Linked DNA regions of Gossypium hirsutum: all the other regions are linked to region 1. Evidence: chromatin contacts called from public Hi-C data. All regions are on one chromosome and are shown on one strand. Each heading gives the region's core, a stretch centred on a gene start, on an enhancer-like site or on the middle of the called end of the contact. The rest is flanking DNA. Distances are from core to core; before and after follow the strand shown. Region 1 holds the start of LOC107904069 (probable methyltransferase PMT2). Region 2 holds the start of LOC107903930. Region 3 holds the start of LOC107903935 (protein UXT homolog).

Region 1 (4,167 bases), core at 1,160-3,659:
TATGTTATTGTCCTCTTCATATGTCTCAACTGAAACTCCAGGAACACTTCCACTAGCAATTCTAGGAGGGACAGCAAATAGCCTCTCTGGGAATGGCTTCAATTCCCCACCAGCAACTTCACTCGAACTACTAACATCAGGGTATGGAGTAACGCACACATCCATTTTCTTGTACCTAGCCAACATCACAAGAGAAGATGATTAAGTAAAATGCAGGATCCAAGTCCTGATACGTGATTTGCAGGTTCCAGCTTTAATTGTTAGCAATATTGAGTCAGTTTCTATCACAATTAGAATATGAACTATGATATGCATGAATAGGTGTGATGTTCATTGGCGTCCGAACTTTAAACACTGCCAAAGCAGAGGCAAATTTTTCACAGCAATTCTACTAATTCCAAAAGTTTCTTACTAGTGACTCTAATAAGATATGAGTTGCAAATTCTAAAGAAGTCTCAAACACAACTCATACCAGACATCGTTAGCCTCTTCAGCCTTGCAGAATTTGGCTTGAGAATCATCTTCTCTACCACGACAAGACTCATCATTGACTCTCTTTTGCCAAATGGCAATTTCACCCTTCTCATGCTTCTTCTCCCAGCAAAGGAGTTTGGCAACATCCTCAATCTTTTGCTGTTCCTCCTCAAGCTCCTCCTTGGGACGCTGCCATGCTTTGTAATTGTTCCTCCAATTGATTGGTGGACCAGAAAGTACCCAGTAGCCACCTGGTCTAAGAACACGATCAACCTCCTTCAAATACATGCCATCTGCAATTTAGACAAATCCATAATCAGTCATCAATCACTTAACATCTACAACGACAAATCCTCACTAAAACAACACCTCAAAGGACAAATCTCAAAGGAACACTCAGTTTGAGCATATGACTCACCATTTGCTCCCCATGGAATCAAGCAACGAGAACAATGAGCCATATCAAAAGCTCTGGATGGATATGGCATTTTTATGGTCCCAAGAACACCAATAACAGCAGGAACACCTCTTTCAAGGGCAAACTGAACCTGTGCTTCATGTGAATCTCTTGGTGCAAACGACATGGTAAGGACGTTTCTACTCCACAAGTATGCCCCCCAACTCGCAACCTATACAAAGGAACCAATTTTTAAGATTTATACACCTAAAACAGATCCTCAAAGCTACAAATCAATAGATCAACTGAAAAAATTTGAAGAACATGACAGTATGACATACCCCACAACCGGTATCAAGTGCAGTCCTTACAGTCCCGTTCGTAATCGGGATCACAGCAGCAAGCTGATCAATATACTTATCCGCACCTTGTGGGAACTGCGTTCCTCCACCAGGGAACCTGAATACATTACCCTCATATTGGATCCAGTTCTGAATAGCCTTCTCTACCGTCAAGGCCTTATAGGGAGCATTAGCATAAGGCACATAGTCCCTACTCTTAGGCCAAGGAAACGGGGTCACGTATCCTTTAGGTGCCGGGACAAGACAATGCAACTTCTCTTCCTCCCGGGGACAATGCCTCTCCCGATAGATCATGTTGTCCCTGGGGAAAGTCATGGCACGCTTTTGATCTTGGCAAGGCGTGTAATCAACGTAACGAGGAGGGCAGGGCTGAAAAGACTTGATCTTTTCAGATTCACCGACGTTCCCCACTTCGCCGGCGTGATGGGTTTCGAAGTTCAACGACGGGATGATGTTACAATCGGCGCCGTGTTTGGTTATCTCTAAAGCTATGCTATCCCCTTTGCCGAAACCACTTCGTTGCCATGCTCCTAATATGTAGAAAAAACAACATAATCCAAAAACGATAAATATCTGAACCCAACTCCTTGTTCTACCATCCGCTGAATTCGGTTTCAGTGCCATTTTTTTAAAATAGTAACCTGCAAAATCATAAGGATCCAATGATGGGGAACAAAGATCAGTGGACTTAAACTAGCTAAGAGCTGATTTGAGTAAAAATTTAAAAAAAAAAAAGAATCTTTAAATCAGAAGGAAAAATATAAACCCATGATGGAAGGAAGGAAAGAAGTGTCAGATGAGTTACCAATCGCATGAATAGATGAAATCAGTGGGTGAAGATCTCAAAGAAAAGAGAATTAAATGATGGAAGGGAGATTTTCAGAGCTTGGAAGGGAAGGGAAGGGAGAGACGTGTCAATAAAACACTGAAAAGTTTTTAAGAAAAAAAAAACCTGATCTCCCCCAAAAGAAATCTTCGATTATATTAAAATCGAAGAAGAACGATCACCGTGGAAACAAGGTTTAGAGAGAAAAGGGTTTTAATTATATAAAGACGGGGGGGGGGGATTGATTGGGATAAAAGAATCCCAAATTTCGACTTTATCTTTTGTCTTTCAATTTGTCGTGAATCCTATTTTTGGGTTTATAAATACAATCCAAGCCTCCTAATTACAAGAAACACAGAGATCTCGCTTTACTTTTAATCTTCCTTATGTTTTAGTTTAAATATAATGTCAGTCCCTGTATTCTTCAACCTTTTACAATTTAGTTTCTATTAACCCATTTCAAAATATATATAATCATTATTTGAATTGAAAACCAAACTCCAATCCATAATATTACTAATAGGTGCATATGGTATTTTAAAAGAAATTTTTAAACCGACTAATAGTATTAAAAATATAAGTGATTAAAGTTAAAAAAATTACAGGGACTGAGAGAACACTTAGGCCTTATATTTTGGTGTTATCAAAAAAGCAAAGACCGTGTTAAATTAAAACGGGGTGCGTCATGCGCATAGAGAGCAAAGGGGGACCCACGCGCTTAGGAATTGACAGGGAGAAAAAGGTAAAGGGGTGGGTCCAATGCCCCCATTCGGATCCTGATTTACGCTTAACGAGGCGGTGATGCACAGCAACAAATGGTGGTGGATGTAAATGATCATAAAAATATCTGTATTATATTCCTACGGAAAGCTATTGAACATTTGGTTGGTTGAAGGCCTAATTTTGGACAATGATTTCCTTTACCCAACTCTTTTTCCATTTTTAGCACACATAACCGGGTGAAAGTACAAGGGGTTAGAAGTGTTATTATCCCTTTTAACCAGGACGGCCAAAATCCTGCCTCTCTCTCCCCTTATTTTCTTTAATACCATGTCGGTGTTTTTAGAAAAGAAATATCAAATTTGTGGTTTTTTTAAAGAAATAAAAGTACGAGCTTTTATAAAAAAGGAAATATTAACCCTTTATTATTAAATAACTAATTTTTAATCAATTTTTTAATAATGACAACAATTTAATATAGATTGGAGTTGTAAGATATAAATATATAAAAGTTGAAAAATTAAGTATCAACTTCTTTTCAAAATCAAAGAACAATGAATGAACTTCCATCCATAACATATAATTGATGTAAAATTAGAATTTTCAAATCCTAAAAATAAAATTGTTTAAAAGATTGTGCCTATCCAAAACATTTGAAAACTCTCTAAAAAAAACCACATTATCCTTTTAAAGATAATGAATGGGGTATGGTTAAGCAGTTATTATCAAACTCTCTCACACCCTATTTAATCCCCCAAACTCAAAAAATTCCATAAGTAATTACCCTCAATATACAAAGTTATTTAACTTTGCATTATAAAATTAAGGACCACTAATAAATAAATGTTTTAGCATTCTCCCGCTGACCCCAATCTTATAACAATATTCTCAATACCAGTATTATACATAATATATTTAACCGAGTATTTCTTCGATGTATTACAATGCAAATTTTCTTCTCCTAAATAAACTCACAAATGTGGGAAGTTACTTTATGGACAAACCTCTAGCGTTTGTTTTAGGTCTAAACAAAATGTTTATTTTCTCTGCTCAAAACACACAACCAGACTGAGAAAACAAACTAAACTAAATATTACTTATAGTGACAATTCTAAGAATAATCACATTTCAAAGACTTGATCTTTAAACAACTTTGGTGGCACGCCTTTTTCCATATGATCAACTACCATCAACATTGTATTTATGTGCTCAATAAGATCTTCCAAGGATTTAATGTGATCCTTAATTGCTAAGTTACTTAATATCGAGGTGTTTACTTCGACTTCCACCTTTAATCATTGTGTTCAGCTTGATATGAATTATCGAGATCGAGAACTAAAATGAATAAAATGGAAAATAACTTGAATTGTCTTGATATGTGTTATAAA
Region 2 (4,167 bases), core at 439-2,938, 400 kb after region 1:
TCAAGAATCTAGAGCTTAATTCAGTCGGTTCATGCAATCTCCCTTTAGAGATGGTATTTTGATACATCTCAAGTTAGATTCTCAACATTGCAATCCTTCCCCTATCCCCATACTAAGGCCTCCTATACACAAAATAATGCAAGTTCAACATCACAATTATACCTCAATGCCTAATCAGATGATGCAAGTTCAAGAACCTAGAGCTTAATTCAGTCAGTTCATGCAATCACCCTTATGAGTGGTATTTTGATATGTCTCAAGTTAGATTCTCAACATTGCAATCGTTCCCCTATCCCCATACTAAGGCCTCCTTTACACGAAATATTGCAAGTTCAACAGCACAATTCTATCTCAATGCCTAACCAAATAATGTGCTTAGTTGCTTCATGCAACTATTCTTAGTATTCAGTAAATTTGGGATTTGAATCCTGAAATCTACAACCCTTCCATATCGATAATGCAAATTCAATAACTAATAAGTTACAGTTGATTCATGTAAACACCTTTAAGAGACGTATTTAGTAAATTTGATTGGAACATCTACAACCTCTTTCTATCCCCGTAGTTAAACAAACACACCCTTTTTTTATTCTTCCCTCTAGAGACAAGTAGTTCATAGTATGAGGATAAAAGGGAAAAGGGATTATAGATGCTCGGATTCAAATTTCATGTCACTTTTTAAGGCTATTGCATGAACCGGATTTGAAGTAATGCAGTTTAAGTAAGCAATTTTGATAGTGATATGGGGTAAAGAAAGTGAATTACTTTTCTTTGTTCTGCTTTGACCGCTCTAACAGCTGCTTCAGCAAGGGAGATGACTTGAATCTTGCATCAGCTTCAGCGTACTTCTTCTGGTTTTCTTCTGCATAATCAAAACCCAATATTTTTTAAGGCTAATTTTAGAATTCAAACCACAAATGTCAACGGATTATGGTGAGAACGATAAATCAAACCATTGAAGCGATTTAGGAACTCAATTTCAGGTAATTGAGGACCAGGGATTGATTCGATTCCGGGGAATCCTGATAACAATCCAGCTTTGGCTGCAAAAAAAAAAAACACAGAAGCTCAAGTAATCATTTTTTTAACTATACCTTGGATTTCAATAATTTCTGTAGTTAATTTCTTATGGAAGTCGAAACAAATTGATGAACATACCATATCCAACCCAAGAAAGAATTTTATAAACAAAATCCTAAAATGAAAAAAAAAGGAAAAAGGAAAAAGGAAAAGAAGAAGCAACTCAAGTTACCCAAGTGGTGAAATAAACAGTCAATGCAATGAACTCAAATTGAAGACATGGAAGTCTAACATTAAATCATTGTATAGTGGTACCTGGAATTGGAGACAGAAGAATAGTAACTGAAGCAGCCAAAGGTACAAAAGACTTGTGTAACACACTGCAATTCAACGGTAAATAACAAGGTGAAGAAGAAGAAGAAGAAGTTTTCAAGATTTTAGTGGAGGTAATAGAGATTCTTTCATCAAAATAAATGGGGAGAGAGGAAGCTGTTGAGCAAATCATTGTTGGGTTGTTGGCTTTTCTTCGAGATGAACAAGCTTAATAAGTAAAGATAAGAGGGTTAAAAAAGAATCCCCCATGAGCGGTTGATATTAGTTTCAAGTCTACAAATGAAAATTGACTTTATGTTTAGGTTAGGATTGGATTAAGATGTAGGTCATCAGCTCGATTTAGTATGTTAACCCAACGATTTTATAACCGGACCGGTGATCGAACCGGCCTGACCACCGGCCCAACCGGTTTACATGTTAAAAAAATACTGAAAATATATAAAAAGGGGTTTGGCATGGAGGAAACGGTTCATTTCAGACTTTTCAGTAAAAAAAAAAAGATATTTAAAATAATATAATGCTGTTACCCACTTCTTTCTTTTTATATTAAAATAATATTTCTTTTTATTGGTTGAATATACTACCCGGCCCGACTACCAATCCGAAATATGGGAGGGTTTGGGTAAAAATATAGACCCGAAATATGAGTTTGGGCAAAAAATGAAGCCCGTTTAGAAAACAGGCCGGGATTCGGGTAGCGCTTTTTTGGCCCTGGCTTGGCCCGGCCCGGCCCGAATTTAATAAAAATATATTTTTTATTTTTTAATTTTAAAATATTTTTAAAATATTTTTTTTTATTTTTTTAAAATAAATTTTTGGTGTTTATTAAAAAATAGGCCGGGTCGGGCTGGGCTCGAGGAATTTTTTCCCGAGCCCAAGCCTAGAACGCGGGCCGAAATTTTTTTGAGCTTAAAACCCGACCCGGCCCATGACCTCTAGTTGAATATAAAGCTGTGGGTTTTTATTAAAATAATACTAAAAATGATTAATTACGTAAATAATATAAAATATAAATTAATTTTAAAAATGGATTATTTTTTATAATGTTTTCGAGTTACCTAAAATTTCTCTCATATTTTATCAATAAGTCAATTAAAGTTAATATATATATATTAAGTTATGTTGTCAACATGTCCAAGCGATACTAAAAAAATACTCTTAAATACAAACTAGGTATCAGGCCTAGAGGTGATTATGGGTCGGTTCGGGTCAGATCCAGACAAAATTTTAGGCTTGTTTTCTAGGCCCGAGCCTAAGCCCGGCTCAGCCCGAAATATGAGCCTAAAAATTTACCTAAGTCCGTAAAAGAAAATTGCTAAGCCCGAGCCCGGCCCATATTAAATTTTACAACACCAAAATAGCATATTTTAAAAAGAAAATAGCATATTAAATTTTAAAAAATATATTTGATTAAAAATAAAAAATATATATTTAATATATAATTCGGGCCGGGGTCAGGTTGGGCCAGGGCCAAAAATGTTTTACCCTAGGCCCGACCCATTTTCTAAACGGGCCTAATTTATTTTTGCCTAAACCCATATTTCGGACCTATATTTTTACCCGAACCCTCCCATTTTTAGGCGGACCATCGGGCCGGGCTGGGTAGCCCAACCCATGATCACCTCTAATCAGGCCGCACCAGTTTGAATTAAGAAAAAGTTGACATTGAGGGTGTGGCCTCTCTGCTTCCTTCAGATTTGCTACCTCTCTTGGTTTGTGCCTCTGCTTGCTCGTTGCTGTTGTTTGCTAGCTGTTGCTTCGGCTTCCTTCATGCCATTGTCCTCTTCAGTTTCTCACCTCCCTCAGGTTGTTGGCACTAGTCACAAACTCCGTAAAATGAGCATGCAAGTGCAACATGCCAACTAAACTTGGTCATGAATCGGGCTACCTACCTAGGCTCGAAGGTCCACCTGAAAAATGAGAGGGTTTAGAAAAAAATATAGGCTCGAACAATGGGCTTGGACAAAAAGTAAGGCACATTTTCTAAATGAGTTGGGCCTCAAGCAAGTTTTTTTGGCCTGACTTGACTCGAATTTGACTAAATCTTTTTCTGTTGCGTTGTTATGTTATTGTTTTGCAATCATTTTGCTATTATATTTATACTATTTTGTTGTTATTGTTTGTATATTATATCACTCTTGTTTTATTGTTAATTTTACTATTATTTTAGAGGCATTTACTTGAGAAATTGTAACTATGTTGATGTTATTCAAGTATAAAAATATTGTTTAATATATTTTTACTTTGCCGGGAAACATTTGTTTTAATATTTTTAGTGTATTTAATGTATTATACTTTTTAAATCTATTTTATATAAAAAAATAATCTAAAATGAAGTAATACGGATAGGCCAAACTCCAATTTAGGCCAAACTCCAATATGGTATTTTTTATCTGAGCTAAAATTGAACAAAATTTTAGACCCATTTTTTAGTTCGGACCGAACCCTAGCCTAAAAGATAAACTTAAAATTTTGCATCAACCCGACCCAAAGCATGACAAAATTTATTTATTTTTTTATATTTTTTAGTTTGAAGTTTCTCTATTGAAAGGGAACTTTACTTCCTCTTTAATTAATGCACTGTTTTTTTATCGAGGGAACAGTATTTGCTATTGTGTTTGACCGTGTTATATTTTCATAACTGAGACAACATTTTCATTTTTAGGGAAAAAAAAATCCAAATAACTTACTAGGCAATTCATTTAAAATGAATCGGATTGACCGGTCCGATTTTGAAAACATAGTGTTAGCCCTTGGCTCTTAATATTTAGATGCAAGTCCATTGACTATCTACCAAAAAGTTCAGTTCAATGC
Region 3 (4,167 bases), core at 711-3,210, 310 kb after region 1:
GATGGATAAAGTTTTAAGTTTCATACTACTTTATGGTGACATTGGTGGATCCCATGACGATATTAAACCAATATATCCTTGCATAACATGTTAGAGTTTGCAATGACTGACTTGTACATAGCATTTATATACAATTCTATCTGACTGGTTAGAAAGAAGTAGGTTAGTACTTTTGTGCTTGAGGCTATAAGCAAGTAAGACCTACAGAAGTTCCAAACAGGGCTTCTTGATCAATTGAAGAAAACCATATACCTTTCCAGTTTTTCCTCCCTCAATGAGATGAACTTTAATGCTTCTGACCAGGTGAACTCCACATGAAACCCGAGTCCGACATCCACAAATATACGTTGGGTATCTGGCCTGTAAACATCAAAAGAGGAAGCCCCCAAAAAACCACAAGCACACACAAATCCAAGAAAATTTAAATATAATAATAACGGATTAAACATGGGATGAGCAAATTCTTAAGTCAAAATCCAATTGCAATCACAAAGTTCAACAGAAGTCTTAAGTTTTAACCGTACATTACATACAAGCTCACCCTTGAACCAAAAACAAGTAAAGGGCATATAAAACATGAATAATCCTATTTCATGATACTATGACAATGTGAAAATCACGAAATAAATGCATAAATTGCAGTAATTTTTTTTAATTCTGAAAAGGAAAATGGAGTAAACATTAGTACAAAAGTAAAGTAAAAACAGGTGTATGATAAACCAGAAACGATAGACATAGAAAACTTACACTTCTGCTTGCATGTACACTTCAGACCCGAGATTAACCAAGGTCCGAAGACTAGTTACACTGTTTTTCTCTAAATTTTCTATGTTCTTCCGCAAATCAGAGCTACATGAAAAAGTGTCAAAGTAAACAGATACAAAGCTCTAATCTTTCAGCAACAAAAAAGAAACCCCATTGAGGGAAAAAAAATTAGCATTGAAAATTCTTAAAAACTGTGTCCTTGTTACTCAAAAAGGAACAAATTCGTCTCTAAATAAAAGGATACAAAATTTTTTGCTGGTCAAAGATTTTGTCGCTGCAAAAATATGGGGAAAATATGATTAGCAATGTCGTTATTCCTTTTACTTTTGGTGTTCAAATATATAAATAAAAAAAGCAGGCTAAATATTAGTAGAGGAAAAATGGGAACGTTGTCAATTCATACCGTTCAACAATAGCATGAACAAGATCAGGTTTAAGGCGGCGATCAACAAATTCTTCGAATTTCTGTATTTTCTCCTGGCGTAAGCTGTCCATTTCTTCTGCCCGGTGAAAAAATAATATTAAAGTAAATTAAAGTAAACCTGTCTTCAAATCGGGCTTCAGCGAAAATTCTGGTTTAGGCATTTCATCGAACGGCTAAAAGGCATGAGCTTTTTGGTTGTATCTAGCAGATAAGCCCCCCCCCCCCAAAAAAAAAAAAGTAAGTGCCTTTTGAAAGCGAAAGTGGCTCACCTCACCTGTCGAGGGCCGGCCGATTGAACGTCTCCTCCGGATGTTTGAAGGTAGGAAAAGAAGGGAAGCCCTACTACAATACTAAAAAGGGGAAGGTAGAAAAAGAAAAAACATATATATCGAGTTGAGGAGAGTTGCTGTTTGAAGCAAAAAGGCGCCCAAATGTTGTTATTATTAGCAAATACCGATAAAAATAGTAACCTCTTAGTAAATCTATAGTTATATTAAAAATTTTATCTATTTTTATTATAAAAAAATTAATGCGGGCCGGGTTTAATCAAAATTTCAGTCCTAATTGGTAGACCCAGGCTGGCCCAAAAAAATAGATTGATATTTTTGTTTAAGTCTGGCCCATATTATATATATTAAACTCGGGCTCGACCTTTTTTTACCCTAATTTCATCAATCCACTCTAATCAATCTTTGTTTCTTCTTTTTTTCCGATTCAATCGAAAATAACAAGTCTAAAGTATCGAAAGAGAGAATCCAAATGATTTTTCCCTCGATCGAATTGAATCCAAATGGAATCAAAATGAATAAAAAGCAAAGCAACCAAAAAAACCCAAACTTTCGAAAGTAGTAAAAAGATAACAAAATTGGGTTCAAATAAGGAAGCGTAGATCTAAAGGGAAAGGAATGATCGTGAAAAGGAAATGAAAGGAACAATGGGTGAAAGATCAAAAATTCTCGCGGTCAATATTTTCTGCAAAAATAAAGAAATTAAAATCAGCGAAAAGTAGTAAAATGAAGATAAGCAACAGTGATGGCAATGACAAAGAAACAAGGAAAATGTTAAGGATTAAGGGGAAATAATGATTGGAAAGGGAAAGAAAAGGGGAATATCGGGACTAGGTTTGCTGGGAAGTGGGGAATAAGGGTAAAAATTTGGAGTTAATAAACTTGGGTCTGATGGGTGTCGAATCCACCAATATAAACCTACGCCTTAATTTGCAAATTATGCAGTATAGGGAGTAGGGTCGATCCCTCAGAGACTGGTTTACTGTAAATTGTTGCTCGTTTGACCAGATTTATGTTGGGGCAGCTGTCGTGCCCAAGACGTTCGGGGGGATAAAAATTTGAAAACCTGAAATTAACAGAAAAATAACATCAAAAGTAAAGGTTGAAAACAGAATAATAAAAACCGTGAAATAAATATTAAGAAAAATTAATTAGAATGAGCTCAGCTTTAGACACGAATTTTTCTCGTCTTTAAACTGATCCTCGAAATTGGATGAACTCCTCTTTTCCAATAAGCTAGTTATAGCTACCAAGGACGCCTCGGACACCTACTCTTCCTTGTGTAAATTAGTTATGGAACGTCCAATAACTAACCCTTACCGATCGAACAACCACGAAACGTTCGTGATTTAGTACTCCGGCAGCTTTGCGTTCTAGAAGAGCCTAGCTCGAACCAATGTGCTCAACCGCGTGGGACATTTAAATCCGGTTACTACTTCCCTTGACGGAACCAAACAGCAATCTCCACTTGGCACGCCAATGTGTTCACAGAAAACCGATTGGAAACGTTCCTTTTGGAATTCCAACTGTACGTCTAACCACACTAAATCAAACGACGTCTTTTTTGACTTAGTGTTTATCTGACTTTATGAGCTGACAAAATCACACTCTTAATCCGGAGAAGTAATAAGTACTGGAATTTTAGGAGTTAAATGGCTCGGGTTCGTAACTCACAGGTTTTGACGAGGCTAATTTAGGCCTAAAGCTGAAAATGGGTTTAGTTGGCTAAGGTTTGGGACATGTTGGTATTTGATAAATTAATTAAGGTAAATGGGTGAAAAGATGGGTGATGTGTTTGAGTATGGGGGTTGGAATATATTAAAATGGGGTGGTTGACTATTTGGAAAAGAATTGAAAAAAAAAGGAAATTGCAAATGGCTTGATTTGGTGATTAGCTACTGGAAAAAATTGAAGGAAAGGAAACTAAAGAAACAACAATGCTACGTGAGAAAAGAGAGAATGTATTGAAAGACAAGAGCTTAATAATTTTTTGATTGATGAAATGATGAACAATACAAGCTCTATTTATACTAGAGGATTTACTAAATTAGGAGCCAACTAGTCATAGGAAATTAAGGAAAAATATCCTATAATAAAATAAATCCCAAAATATTCTCCCACCAACTCAAAAATTTCAGCTAATTAATTTTGGAAAAATTCTTCTTTGGCCCTCCTTCTTTGCTTCTTTCTTCAATCTAGCCCAATTGTTTCTTTTTTCTTCTATTTAGCCCCAAATTACATTCCTGCACAAAATTCAATAAATATGGTAAAATTAGTGGTGCACTTTCATAAATTAACCAAATTAATTACATAAAATATGTAACTTTAGTATTTAATCAGGGTCGAACTAGACTAAGGCTTCGTTCTTTATTGCATCTGAGATGGGCTTTTACATGTACAAGCACTTTTCTCTAAAAAGAAATAAAGAACGAACTTCATCTCTTGCAAATTTCCAGCATTTTTGAAGTGCTTTTGGGCAGATGAAAAATGAGATTTTTTTAGCTTTTTCAGCCAAGAAGTGCTTTTGGGCTAGTCTTACTTTTTTAGCCACACAACACACAAACAACGATGGTTCTTTGTTTTCATTCAAAATGCACTTTGCTTCCATCTCTTTTCATTGTTGGTTCTTTGTTCCTCTGCCGATTCTTTGTTCCTCTTCTCCACTGAAGAAGTCTCTGGTTCTTTGTTCCT

Evidence for each region. A called contact is a pair of places that touch in the nucleus more often than the background predicts.
Region 2: a Hi-C map of leaf shows a contact between it and region 1, with 2.0 times the contacts expected there. The contact joins the promoter of LOC107903930 here to the promoter of LOC107904069 in region 1. A contact is called at or near these places in 6 of 34 Hi-C or Micro-C datasets (callus and leaf).
Region 3: a contact with region 1 is called in a Hi-C map of leaf, with 1.9 times the contacts expected there. The contact joins the promoter of LOC107903935 here to the promoter of LOC107904069 in region 1. A contact is called at or near these places in 4 of 34 Hi-C or Micro-C datasets (leaf and seedling).

What each region holds. Positions count from the first base shown.
Region 1 is chrD05:35,401,385-35,405,551 of Gossypium_hirsutum_v2.1, forward strand. It overlaps LOC107904069 (probable methyltransferase PMT2), which reads right to left and starts at 2,410. Exons shown (of 7, transcript XM_041092909.1): 1 at 2,039-2,410; 2 at 1,213-1,874; 3 at 893-1,103; 4 at 473-767; 5 at 1-175. The coding sequence starts at 1,857.
Region 2 is chrD05:35,801,663-35,805,829 of Gossypium_hirsutum_v2.1, forward strand. It overlaps LOC107903930, which reads right to left and starts at 1,689. Exons shown (of 4, transcript XM_041092917.1): 1 at 1,336-1,689; 2 at 954-1,043; 3 at 766-862. The coding sequence starts at 1,525. It overlaps LOC107903929 (26S proteasome non-ATPase regulatory subunit 10), which reads right to left. Exons shown (of 6, transcript XM_016830144.2): 6 at 4,030-4,167.
Region 3 is chrD05:35,715,566-35,719,732 of Gossypium_hirsutum_v2.1, forward strand. It overlaps LOC107903935 (protein UXT homolog), which reads right to left and starts at 1,961. Exons shown (of 7, transcript XM_016830156.2): 1 at 1,459-1,961; 2 at 1,169-1,265; 3 at 1,010-1,039; 4 at 748-849; 5 at 253-360. The coding sequence starts at 1,260. It overlaps LOC107903934 (40S ribosomal protein S6), which reads left to right and starts at 3,839. Exons shown (of 4, transcript XR_001686019.2): 1 at 3,839-4,167.